Regions from separate parts of the Mus musculus genome. Here all the other regions are linked to region 1. A link is a contact called in public Hi-C data. All regions are on one chromosome and are shown on one strand. The core of a region is the stretch at or near the end of the contact, and the rest is flanking DNA. Distances in the headings are between cores, read along the strand shown.

What was found. Hi-C and Micro-C count contacts between places; a contact is called where the count stands out from the background.
Region 2: a contact with region 1 is called in a Hi-C map of cortical neurons, with 3 times the contacts expected there. The contact joins two enhancer-like sites.
Region 3: a Hi-C map of cortical neurons shows a contact between it and region 1, with 3 times the contacts expected there. The contact joins two enhancer-like sites. A contact is called at or near these places in 4 of 484 Hi-C or Micro-C datasets (cerebral cortex, cortical neurons and regulatory T cells) and 2 of 115 datasets of contacts at active chromatin or transcription factors (neural progenitor cells and pancreatic cancer cells).

What each region holds. Positions count from the first base shown.
Region 1 is chr10:14,016,043-14,020,059 of GRCm38.p6, forward strand. All of the region lies in intron 1 of Hivep2 (human immunodeficiency virus type I enhancer binding protein 2), which reads left to right. Among named protein-coding and RNA genes, the nearest start is that of Hivep2, 52 kb to the left of the region's middle. Within about 2 kb of position 1,894, at least 168 of the 459 cell types and tissues checked have an H3K27ac peak or open chromatin away from gene starts, as enhancers often do. A contact at or near this core is called in cortical neurons, pancreatic cancer cells and regulatory T cells, where this site is marked.
Region 2 is chr10:14,389,259-14,393,275 of GRCm38.p6, forward strand. No RefSeq gene overlaps it. Among named protein-coding and RNA genes, the nearest start is that of Gm40603, 69 kb to the left of the region's middle. Within about 2 kb of position 1,918, at least 17 of the 459 cell types and tissues checked have an H3K27ac peak or open chromatin away from gene starts, as enhancers often do. A contact at or near this core is called in cortical neurons, where this site is marked.
Region 3 is chr10:14,313,036-14,317,052 of GRCm38.p6, forward strand. No RefSeq gene overlaps it. Among named protein-coding and RNA genes, the nearest start is that of Gm40603, 7.4 kb to the right of the region's middle. Within about 2 kb of position 1,811, at least 66 of the 459 cell types and tissues checked have an H3K27ac peak or open chromatin away from gene starts, as enhancers often do. A contact at or near this core is called in cortical neurons, pancreatic cancer cells and regulatory T cells, where this site is marked.

The DNA of each region.
Region 1 (4,017 bases), core at 644-3,143:
TTGGTTGACTTGCCCATGCATAGGCCAGCATGACTGGAGGCTATCATGTCGGAGTCCTTTAGCTCATTTTGAGCTATTTAAAAGCCAAGAGCTTGTGTAAAATTAGTGTATATCATCTTGGTTTCTGAGTCAGTAATTTATAAAGTATTCTCATTTTGGAAAAGCAGATTGTGTCTCATCTTATTATTTTTTGTTTGTTTCTTAAATTTTCTTTATTGTTTATTAAAAAAAAAAAAACCAAACAGTGGAATTCTGTAAAAGGAGGACTTATCATGGCCTCACAGCTTATACAGATGCTAATGCTTGAGCTGTTTAGACCGCTGCAATATGGATGACTTAACCGGTAGAAGTGCACATGTGTTTCTCCCACATTGCTTAGTGATTCTCAACTAGGGGGCACCCGTGAACGTTTCCGGTTAGGTTCCTTAAACTAGGCCACATACTGTTGACACATATGCATAGGAGAGAAATTCGAGCACTCTGTGAAAAATCTTTGAACTAAAAATAATTTTCACCTGTATTTATAGCCCTGCTATCATACTTGAGGAAAGTGGTGAAGAGCTTACCAGTAGAGAAAGGTGTCACCTTTGCTGTTCCAGAGAAGTCAGATACTTCTAAAACAAAAGCCCGCAATGCTCTGTCAGAGTGACAGTCTTGTTGCTAAGAGCCCTTTGCTAGTCGTGTAGGCAGGGCAGCCAGTAACATCAGGTACTGAGATCAACTCTATCACAGATCCCTTCTGTGTGGCTGATAAATTTGCATGACAACAGTGGAAATCTGCATTATTCGGAGAATCGCCAAGTAAGGCTAACAAGGAGGAGGACATAGCAAGCAGGCGAGGTGTTCAAATCCTGAGGCTGAATTTTAGGGTCTGTGATAGCCAGTTTCCTTCATTGTTCGCCGTAGGAAACTTGGAGGGGAACATTTTTAGATATTCAGATAGAAAATATGTCAAAATCCAGCCTTTTCTGATCTGCAAGCTGCACATATGTTTGAGTAGGATGGGAAAGGAACAAATAACTTGAATTATTATTATAATTGTGATACACGTAAAAAGATATTTTTCTCCTCATAAAACAACAACAACAACAACAACAACCTAACAATCCAGGCTTTATGCCATCATTAATATTTTGTCACTTGCTTGGTTAAGATCTCATCATTTCTTATTTTCATGCACCCATTTGTTGAACAGTGGTCATGCTCATGAGCTATTAATCTTAATGAGCACATAAATGTTCCACATGTAGCAGGTGTATGTAACACACACCATAATTATTCCTATAAATGATCCAACCACTTCTGAACAATTATAACCGCAAAGACAGGGAGCAGAATGTCAGCTTCTGTGGTGTACCTTGTTATTAAGTTTTATTCCACTTAAAAGCATGTTTTCCAGAGACAAAAGATTCACAACTGCAGTTTGTACTATTTTCCTACCTTCAGTTGAGGAAACAGCCATGACTATGGATCTCCTGTGGCGACTATGTATCTCCTGTGGTGACTATGTATCTCCTGTGGTGACAATGTATCTCTGGACTGCTTGAGTCTAATGTTCTTAGGCCATGTGTGTTATAAGCAGAAATTGTGCTTTGAAAGTTGTGAGTAGAATTAACAATGCTGTGGCATTTTGTGAGATGGCTGGTTGGTACTGTTTGATGCTTAGAAAGAGATGCTAAAACTTACTAAACAGCTTGTTACGGTGGGAGCATGTTTAAAGCAACTATTCCTGGTTCTGTCTGTTGAACTTAAACTTCAGCCACTTACTGTGGCACATTGACTTCAGGTCTGTTGTAAGAAAGTCTAAATGTAGGCTGTTGAATAATCCCTTTGAGGGCCCTGTGACTATTTTTATGCCTGGATATGCGTCATCAGTGGGTATTTTCTCTGGTGACTCGCTTACATCAGGTCTCCTTCCATACATTCTCCCAGCGAGTGACTTATGATTGATGGGAGCCACGGCTGTTGTTTAGCTTTATCTGTGACCTCAGCGAGTGGACAACAGGAATTTCCAGGCTGTTAAATTCCCTGCATGCCTGAAGACAGGGGCTCACGGTGTTGATCAAGGCAGGTAGTGAGGGATATTATTCACCAGTGATGACGGGGGAGGGACAGAAGAAGAAGGGGGAGGGAGAAAGAGGGGAAGGGAGGGGAATTCCTTTTGTGAACAGCCGAATCCCTGGCTCAGCTCTTTCCTTAGCTCTTCGCTGTGGCTGCCTGTGGGGAAAGGTGCATTTCCGGACCGAGAAAGTGGATAGTTAGAACCCCCGCTGTGGGCAGCTGGGGGAGGAGGGTGGCAACTCTGGGTTGGATAGAGCTGCATAGGATTCTAATTAGTTAAGAGGTTGCCTTTCATATCTGCTGGAAAGATCCATGAGCAGCTGAATTGTTGTTGCTGTTGTTAGCCATGAATAAGAGCAGAGGTTCTAAATTTTAAGATGTTGAGTAGGCACAGTGATAAGAATTTTGTGTTTGAGTTTAGTTGGCTATCCATGTAGCACTGATTTTATTTTTTAACCTGCACCTTATTTTGACAAGCTATGGAGACCTGTGCATTTGTGTATATGTGTGGAGATGAATTATAACTAACACACAGGAATTTTTAATTTGCTTCCTTTCCCACTTTTTTTTTTCTTTCGAACGAATGTAAGATTACTAAACTGTAGCCAGATTGGCCCCAATATCTAAAACGCTGTGTGTGCTCTCCCCCAAATGGTCTGTCTGTCTGTCTCCACACCACTTCTTTCCTCCTCTTTATCTTCCTGTCTTTATCATTTCCTCCTGCTACTTGTTTGCAGAAGTGATTCCCAATTTCCTGTGGCGTGAAGGAAGGCGGGGCTTAAGCAGGTGGGTGGGGGTCACATGTGAGGCAGGGCACACTAGGCTGCCTCTGTGGGTGGCGATCTTTCTGGTGATGATTTTGGTTTCTTTAAATGCCAATTAGACAAAATGTAAACACTCTTTTTACTGAAATGCAATTATAACATTTACTCATTTAGGTAGAATTACTTTTCTGGTCTTTTAAGACGATTTCCACTATGAAAAGAAATTACTGATTTTGCTTACCAATTTTGTTATTTCCCCCACACACCCCTTCCAAAATCAGGGCATTTTCTCTTAATGTAGCATTACCAGTCTTACTGCAACAACTTTCTTGATAGTTTGCTTCCTAGGAACCAAATTAGGAGATAATCTCTGCCTCTGGTACCCTGAGAAAGAAGTGTGGGGTGAAGAAACTGTCTGGAAGTATTTTATTCATAGCTCTTTGGTTTCATTCTGTTCCATGAAGTGGGCATGGGACATTTTGTAATTATTTTTGTCTCTTCCTTTCACATGAGCCTTCCTAATGGCAAAAACCTATCACCTGCCAAGTCATGTTGTTTCAGTTTTGGTCATTTAAAATTCGAATGACTGTAGGAGAAAGAAAGAGAGGCAGGTGCCAGGCAAAGCTCACCTACCCAAACCCTTTCCTTTCCCTTTGAGAACTCGCTCCTTGGAGAAGCAGGGTGACTCACAAGCAAGCAATTTATCGCTTGAAACTTGTGAGAGATTGAAATTCAGAGCTAGGGGTTTTGAGTCATTGGTAATCGAATAAATTAAGCTTCCTTAATGCATCTGATTAGAAAGAAATCACTTAAACATGGGTGAAGCCCTCTTGGTTGATTCCATTGAAGTATCTCCCAGGTGTCACTGGCAACTCGATTTGCTTTTTGAGGAGTGACAGTGTGTGGAAAGATCCATCTGAGGGGTAGGATGCGTCTATTCTCCTGTGCTCTGTGGTGTAGGGGGTGTCCTAAGGAGGTATACAGTTCTCCCTTTCTTCAAAATGAATGTATGCTTTTATGTGGAGGAGTGGGAGCGCAGAACCAAACACGGAGGAGGGCTATGCATTTTTCATTAAAAATACATTTCACAGAAGAATATAATTTGTGTGGGAGGGAATAGCTGCTTGTCCCTTGATTGCATTGTGCTTATGCCATATAAGAACTAGTTGAGTTTCGGCAGGATATCCTCGTT
Region 2 (4,017 bases), core at 668-3,167, 370 kb after region 1:
TATTTCTAAATCAATACTAAATGGAGATCATTTAATTGGAGGTGGTAGTGAGTGCTTACCTAGCCTCTACCAAGCCCCTGGTCTCAATTTCCAACATCATCAAAAACATTTTAAATTTATTATATATTTTATTATTTAAAACAAAATTTAAATTTAAATATGTCTTTGGATTATATTCTTCCCCTCGCCCAAGTTTTTCCATATCATCCCCCTCTATCCACCCAACTTTCAATTCTTTCTCAACTAAAATACAATAAACAATCCCCCAACCAAGCAAACAAAATAAAACAGCACCAAAAAAAAAAAAAAGAAAAGAAAAGAAAAACTAAACCAAACCAAAACAAACAGCAACAACAACAAAACCCCCAGCAAACTGCAACCAAATAAAAGCACATTGAAAGACAAACAGACAGACAAACAAACCCAACAAAATAAAAAACTATGGCAGGACCAGGTTGCATTTGGCTTAGTTGTTGGCTGAGGGGGTCCCAGGGAGACTCCCAAACAACTGAGGCTGATGCACAAACAGAGGGCTGCTCTCTGCAAACTGACAGCAGGGCCCCAGTGCTGAGCACAACAGCAGCACTGAACATTCACACAGCTCAGTGAACACGGAGCGGTCGAGCTGGTTCCTCCATGGAACCTTCTCCCTGACTTTCTAGTCTCTTTGTTGTGGGAGGGTACTCTTCAGGTTACTGAAAGAGAAATATGGACACCAACCCAACCGGAAAACCTTTGACCTATAATCTGTCCTGCCTGCAAAATGTGCTGGAGCAAGGGTGGCCCAGAACTCCTGGGAGTGGCCATCTAACGTCTGATTTAGTTTGAGGCCCACTCCACTAGAGGGTCCCCGTGAAGGACACTGGTCAGGAATTGGAGACTGGATAGTCCAGAGACCTAGGGTAGAACCCAACTTGACTTGCCAAAACCAAAACCAAAACCAAACGAAATAAAAATAAACAATAAAACGAAAAGAAACAAAACTCAAGAAATGTTTCCTTTTAAGATTCTGCTGTGCTCATAGGTCTATGCCGTTTCTAGGCATCATGAGAGAGGCATCCACTGGCAGCGGGTGGGAGTGGATGCAGACACAGTATGTGGAGAGAGAATCTAAATTGGGGGTCTCCATCATGTCCCACCCCTCAGAGCTCAGGGAAGCCAGTGGAAGAAGTAGAGGCAAGATTGTAAGAGTCAGAGGGTCTGAATTCAGGACACCAGGAGAATGTGGTCCACAGAATCAGCTAAGCAGGGCTCAGAGAGACTGAAGTGGCAAGCTTGGGGCCTGTGTGGCTCTGCACCAGATCCTCTGTGTATGCGATGGAGCTGTTAGCTTGTTTTTATGAGACCCCTAACTGTGGGAGCAGGTGTATCTCTTGACGTTTTTGCTTACTTTTGGGACCTTCCTATTGGGTTGCTTTGTTCAGCCTCACTGTGAGGCCTTTTGCCTTGTCTGAGGTAGTTTGTTTTGTTATATTTGGTCATTGTCTCTTAGAGGCCTGGTCTTTTCTGAAGGGATCAAGAAAGGGAGTAGGTCCTTGATGGGTGAAGGGAGGGGAAACTGTTTTGTTGGGATCTATTGTATGAGATAAGAATCTATTTCAATTTAAAAAAAGAAAAGGAAAAAGAAAGGAGTTTTAGCCGTATTTTGTTTCTCTTCCTTTCAGTACAACATTTTCTCTCAGAAATGTGATTTTAAGCAAGTAGGGAAGGGCAAAATGAAATTTAAAGAGAAGGTTGGACATTTCTCTTTTCTTCATTTACCATGCGCGTTCACCAAAAGCACGGAGCAAACATTTCGGCTGTTTGATCAAAGATTTCAAGGCTGACCCCACGCAAGAGCTGAGCAGTGCAGTATCTAGCATCACCAACCTTGCAGGATTGATGCAGAACGCTGTGGTCTAGGGCTGTTAGTCTATTGTTAATAGGACAGTGCCATCTGCTGGTGATGTAAATATTTACAGTCGCCTGCCTGAAATTGATATCCTTGAGGTGATGAATCCTGTTTGTTATAGTATTACTTTAACAGTACTTAGAGAATCAAAGTGAGGGATAGTATCATTTCATTGTCTTATAAAAGAAATCCTCTTACTATTCCGTGAGAAATGACAAGGTCCGTGCCCTCACCAGAGACAGCCCAACCATCCAGAGAGTGCCTGGTCTTTAGATGGTTTGCCTTCAGGCTGAAGGAGCTGAAGGAGGGAGCAGGGCGTCACCCAGTGGACTCATATAGCCATGGCAGGAATGGAAGGATGCAGTCCGTGTTTCACAGTGAGCTCCCCAAACCTTTGAAGAAACAAACCCAGGTGTCTCTAGCTATCTAGACTGCTGTCCTTTTAAAGCAATATCTTCTCTACCAGACGTTTCCCATTGATTAAGGATTGGAAGACAGGTTGCTGACAAGCGAGGCTTCTCCGGATTTTATCCGCTGTCGTTTCTGGGGCAAAGTACCACTGAAGAAGGGACTTTGCCACTGTGGTTAAACCAAACCGTTGGAGATGAAGGCTATCCTAGACCAGTGGTTCTCAACCTTCCTAAGGCTGTGACACTTTAACACACGTCCTCATGTTGTGGTGACCCTCCCAACCATAGAACTATTTGTGTTGCTACTTCATAATTGTAATTTTATGACTCTTGTGAATCATAATGCAAATATCTGTTTTCTAATGGTCTTAAGCGACCCTTATGAAATGGTCATTCGACCTTCAAAGGGGTTCACTGCCTATAGGTTGAGAACTACTTAACTATAACACTAGCATAAGCACTTGGCGTGAAGTGCAGGGCTTTTGGTTTTTTTGCAGCACTCAAATGGAAGATAGGGTTTTGATCATCCTTACCAAGGGCTGTATTCCAAGTTACAGAAGTTGTTTTGTGCTGGACATATTATTACTGTTTTTATTATCCTAAGACAAGACTATCAAATCATATGCTATTTATAGAATGGTAGAGTAGAGAGTGTACATGGGTAAATGAGGTTTTTTCAATAATTTTAGACACTAAGGACATGACAATGTGATGAAAGCAAAGGTCACACGGGGTGTGAGGGAATGCCAGGAAATGAGGCAGACATATAGGCAGGGAGGGGGACACAGTGACAGCCAGTGTGACTTAAGCAGGTGTTAAGAAAGGAAGAGAGAAAGGTCATGCTAGTGTCAGAAACTGTAGACTACAAAAAGGACAAAGTGAAAATCTTAGGAGAAGTCCTATGTGCAAAGCTGAGCCCAATAAGGCAACCTTGCATCTGGAACATGCCGTGGAAGCCTGGGTGACATATTGCCGAGCCTCTTGTCTTGAACTTTCTATAGCAAAAGGGAATAACGACAAGTCTCATGAAAAGTTTCCCTGTTTAAGTTCTCCTCTTCATCTGCAAATGTCTGTCATTTGTTTAAAAAGTCACCTCAAGTGGGCGACACACAGTTGAAATCCCTCCCTGGAGGGTTTTACGTCGTTTGGTTTTCTGTGATGCTGGCTCTCACTGTACAGTTCAGGCAGCCTTTGACCTTGTGCAATTCCTGTTTCTGCCTCCTGTGGGTCAAGACTGTACCAACCGTGGTTGGCAAAGACCTGAAGCTTCCTTGTATTTGTATAGGGACTCCGAGGGCTTACACTGAAATCTCTAGTGTATTTATTGTTTTGTTTAGGGATAATTACCTCTATAAACACTACTATTAAGTAAAGAGTGATGGGACTAAGTCTTGGAGAGCTGAGCATAGTTCATGTACAGCCATAGACCCAAAGCATTATTATGTATTTGAAAACTATGGTGGGTGGTGGTGGAAGGAGCTTCCTTTAGCTGCTGGAGTGTACTTAGCACGGTAACAGACACACCTTCACTGCCCTCAGCCTCCGGTAGAAGCATGCAAGGTTAGGCAGAGCATCTACCTGGACATTGTCTGCTCCCATCTTTGAAAAGCTGAGAGCAGAGCAAGGGAGCTTTGAATAAAAGTAGTCCCCGTAGGCTCATAGGGAGTGGCAGTATTTAGAGTGGGTGTGGCCTTGTTAGAGTGGGTGTGGCCTTGT
Region 3 (4,017 bases), core at 561-3,060, 300 kb after region 1:
TTATTCCTGGTTGTTACTTTTTTTTCTGGAACAGCTACAGCTTTATGATTCATTCCCCATTCTCCTTTCGGTCTCATGTTAGCTCAGGGAATCTGAGTCACTCTCAATACTCTCTCTCTCTCAGCACTACCTGACGTTGTCACCTGACACTGTAACCTGAGATGCAAAAGCGGATACCCCAGAGAACTAATTCACTCTGCTTATTGTCAGTTCTACTCCTTAATTATTCCCTTTGCATATTAATTAGAGTTATTAATTAGATTTTTTCCTTCTTTCTGGCTGGTCTGGAAATTGTTATATAAATCAGGCAGGACTTGAACCCACAAAGATCCTCCTACCTCTGCTTCACGTTCTAGGACTGAAGAAATGTGCCACCATGCACACCTTTTTCTTGCGGTTTTAAATTTTAAATTTCTTCCTCTTAATAAATTCTCCCTTTGCCACTTTGTGCTGCCCCCCTCCCCCACCACCACCATGGTGGCCGAATAGTCATGCTTCCTTTAATGCCACTAAGAAAATGACTCTATTTTTTTCTAACATTATGTTCCAAAGGCTAATTTTTCTGTGAATTGTTGGAACTACATTTATATTTACATCCACTGATGAATCAGAAACCAATCTCCAGCAATCAGAAATGAAATGATGCCCCAGGACCATTATTTAGTGTTATGGAGAACTCCTGTTAAAGAAACCAGAGGAAGACTCCAAGATAGCTGGGTCCAAATTGGTTCTCATTCATTGTATCTTCCCTGGATCTTTCGTCTTGCATAGATAAATATGTTCTGCCTAAACCTAAGGTTTTATGTACTCATCTTCGTAGATATCTGTAGTCCTAAGTAGCAAAACCTTAAAAATTGGCAGTTTCTTTTATCAACTATGGAAAACAGATTTTACTTGGTAAAAATATTTGAAAATACAATGGAAAGGTGTCAGACAGGGATAAGTTGTCAATAGAAAGGCGTGAGACTGAGGAAACGAGTTAGGTAACCGTTCAAGAAGACCTTCATCCTCAAATTCCTTAGCCGCCCTCCGTGCTATAACTTACAGTAGATCCCTTCCCAGAACTCCAGCCTGGTGAGTTCCAGGCACGTAGAACAGCTTGTGCTTCTGACTAGTGCTCTCTGAAAAGTGCTGTTTGTTTGAGCTGGATGATGTCATTTCCTGGAGAATTCAGGGAGTCATCGTCTTCAAATTCTTGTTCCAACATTTTTCCAAATGAGCAAGGATTTTCGGCATCATCCTTTAATTTGGGGCTAGCACGACTAAAACATTTGTCATAGCAAAGCCCAACAAACCACAGAGCTCAATGCCAGCCTCCCAGTTTTCAGAACCCAGGAGAAACTTACATCACGTGGTGCTTCTGTAACTGGAAGGGCTGTGAGATGAATTTCAGGTGAGCTTCACATCAAAATGAAGTTAGGTGGCCATTTCATCAACATATTTGGTTTAAAGGCAAATTGGTGAGATCAATTGCCTTTATCAAGATGCCCGATGATGCTTTGTTTGGCTTCCATACTAGGGGAAGTCAGAAACCTGGGAAAACAGACATTGAATTTCAGAGTCTTAAATCCCATCCTGCTTTCCCTGCTTAGCTTGTCCTCTGTCTGCCGTGAGAGACTCTCAGCTTGCAAACTGCAATTCCTGCAGCAGAGTGGGTGTTTATGGGGAGGGTGAACCAAGAGCAGCTCGGAGGAGGAGGTCTGGAAGAAGAATAGGATGTGAATTTCAGAGCTGCGAAATGACTGTCTCCACCCACTTCAGAGAAGGAAGTGGTTTTAGTGACAAACATCTCAGGTGTGGGAAGAGCTGTGATGCCTTTCATTCTGTAGTGTAAGAAGAAAGGCCTCCTCACCATTCAGCTGCTCGAGCTCCCCCACTCTCTCCTCCTTCCTGCCTCCTCTCCTGTTCTATAAGCTCAGTTCTTTAGAAGCAAATCTTGCTGCTGCAGCATTTAATGATGTGCCATTGCTTGGCAATAGTTGGGATCAAAAAAAGAAAAAAAAACCCCAGCTCATCAGCAATTTAGATATTAATCATAGGTTCTGAACTTTAAATAGATGCCTGAACTCTGAAAATAATCTTCGTTAAATGAATACAATGTACTCAAGGAGTTGCAGTTGCAGTTGCAGTTTAAATGTTATCTTGTTCATTTGGCTTCAGTATGTTCTTTGGGGGCGCTTTGCATTTTGGTACTTGGGGTAAACTGGGATTCAAACAGTACTCATTACGCAATGTCTGTGGATTTCAGAAAAATGGACATCTCTGGAGTTGCTCCCCAGCTCCGATTCACCCGCGTTGATGAAGCACTGCTAAACCTGGTGGCTCAGAACTTTATTTAGTGTTAGGTAGGACTCTTATTCAAGAGACCAGAAGGAAGACTGCAAGGTACTTGGCTAGAAATGCAGTTAAAAGACTTTTCCAGAGAGTTGGGTGGGTGGAGGGTGGGGTAGACACTCAGCATTTCTTATGGTTGCTAAGTTACATAAGAAGCAAGATCACAATCAGAATGCTGCCTTGGCAAACGCAGAGCTCAGTTTAAAAGGAGGGTAAGTACGATCGATCCTATAAAGCATTTTTGATAAGAGATGCACAGGCTTGTTTATAAGATGATGCCTTAGGGTTACAAGAGCCAAGAGTCCCCTCATCTACTTGACCAGAGCTCGTGCTCAAAAGTCCAGATACAGCCTTTCTCCCCAAGCTGATGCAGATAGTCTATGGGCAGTACCTTTTATTTCTAAACTTTCAAGTTCTACAGATTTGATATAGCAATCCCAGAAGCTCACTGTCTAGGCTCTAGAGCTACTCCTCCTCGGCTTCTGTAGGACTGACATTGAATGGGATTCCTTTCCATTGGGGCTGTTCTGTACATTGTAGAATGCTTAGCAGCATCCTTGGTGCTCGTAAGCAGGTATCAGGGTAAGGCAAGAACCTGCTGGGATTCCGGGTTCTTGCGTCCCTGAATAAGAAATTAGGCCAGAAACTTAGGATACCCAATATACAAGATACAATTTGCAAAACACATGAAACTCAAGAAGAATGAAGACCAAAGTGTGGACACTTTTGCCCCTTCTTAGAATTGGGAACAAAACACCCATGGAAGGAGTTACAGAGACAAAGTTTGGAGCTGAGACAAAAGGATGGACCATCTAGAGACTGCCATACCCAGAGATCCATCCCATAATCAGCCTCTAAACACTGACACCATTGCATATACTAGCAAGATTTTGCTGAAAGGACCCTGATATAGCTGTCTCTTGTGAGGCTATACCGGGGCCTAGCAAACACAGAAGTGGATGCTCACAGTCAGCTATTGGATGGATCACAGGGCCCCCAATGGAGGAGCTAGAGAAAGCACCCAAGGAGCTAAAGGGGTCTGCAACCCTATAGGTGGAACAACAATATGAACTAACCAGTACCCCCGGAGTTCGTGTCTCTAGCTGCATAAGTATCAGAAGATGGCCTAGTCGGCCATAATTGGAAAGAGAGGCCCCTTGGTCTTACAAACTATATGCCTCAGTACAGGGGAACGCCAGGGCCAAGAAGTGGGAGTGGGTGGGTAAGGGAGTGGAGAGGGGAGGGTATGGGAGACTTTTGGGATAGCATTGGAAATGTAAATGAAGTAAATATCTAATAAATAAAATAAAATAAAAAGAAATTAGGCAGAGAGATACAGATAGTAGTGGGAATAGAGGCATTATGTAAAGAAGAGAGCAGTTCCAAAAAAGAAAGAGGTCTAGAGCTTGGAGAGAAGCTAGAAGCTCAACACTTCGCACACCCTGCATGATGGGTCCTGTATAGGTTGTCTGGGTACTATACACTCTTTCTGCACATGCTTTATAACATTTCAGTCTTTGTGGGGATGGGTCTTTCACATGGATTCTTTTTTCTGTGTTAATTTAGCTTCTGCTTTCTGCCCTCATTCCTCCTACAACGCTAGTAACACTTTCCCCCAACCCAACCAGGCCATTGCCCAAACGATGGCTCAAGAGGGTCTCTATAGCCATTTGTCAAGAACCC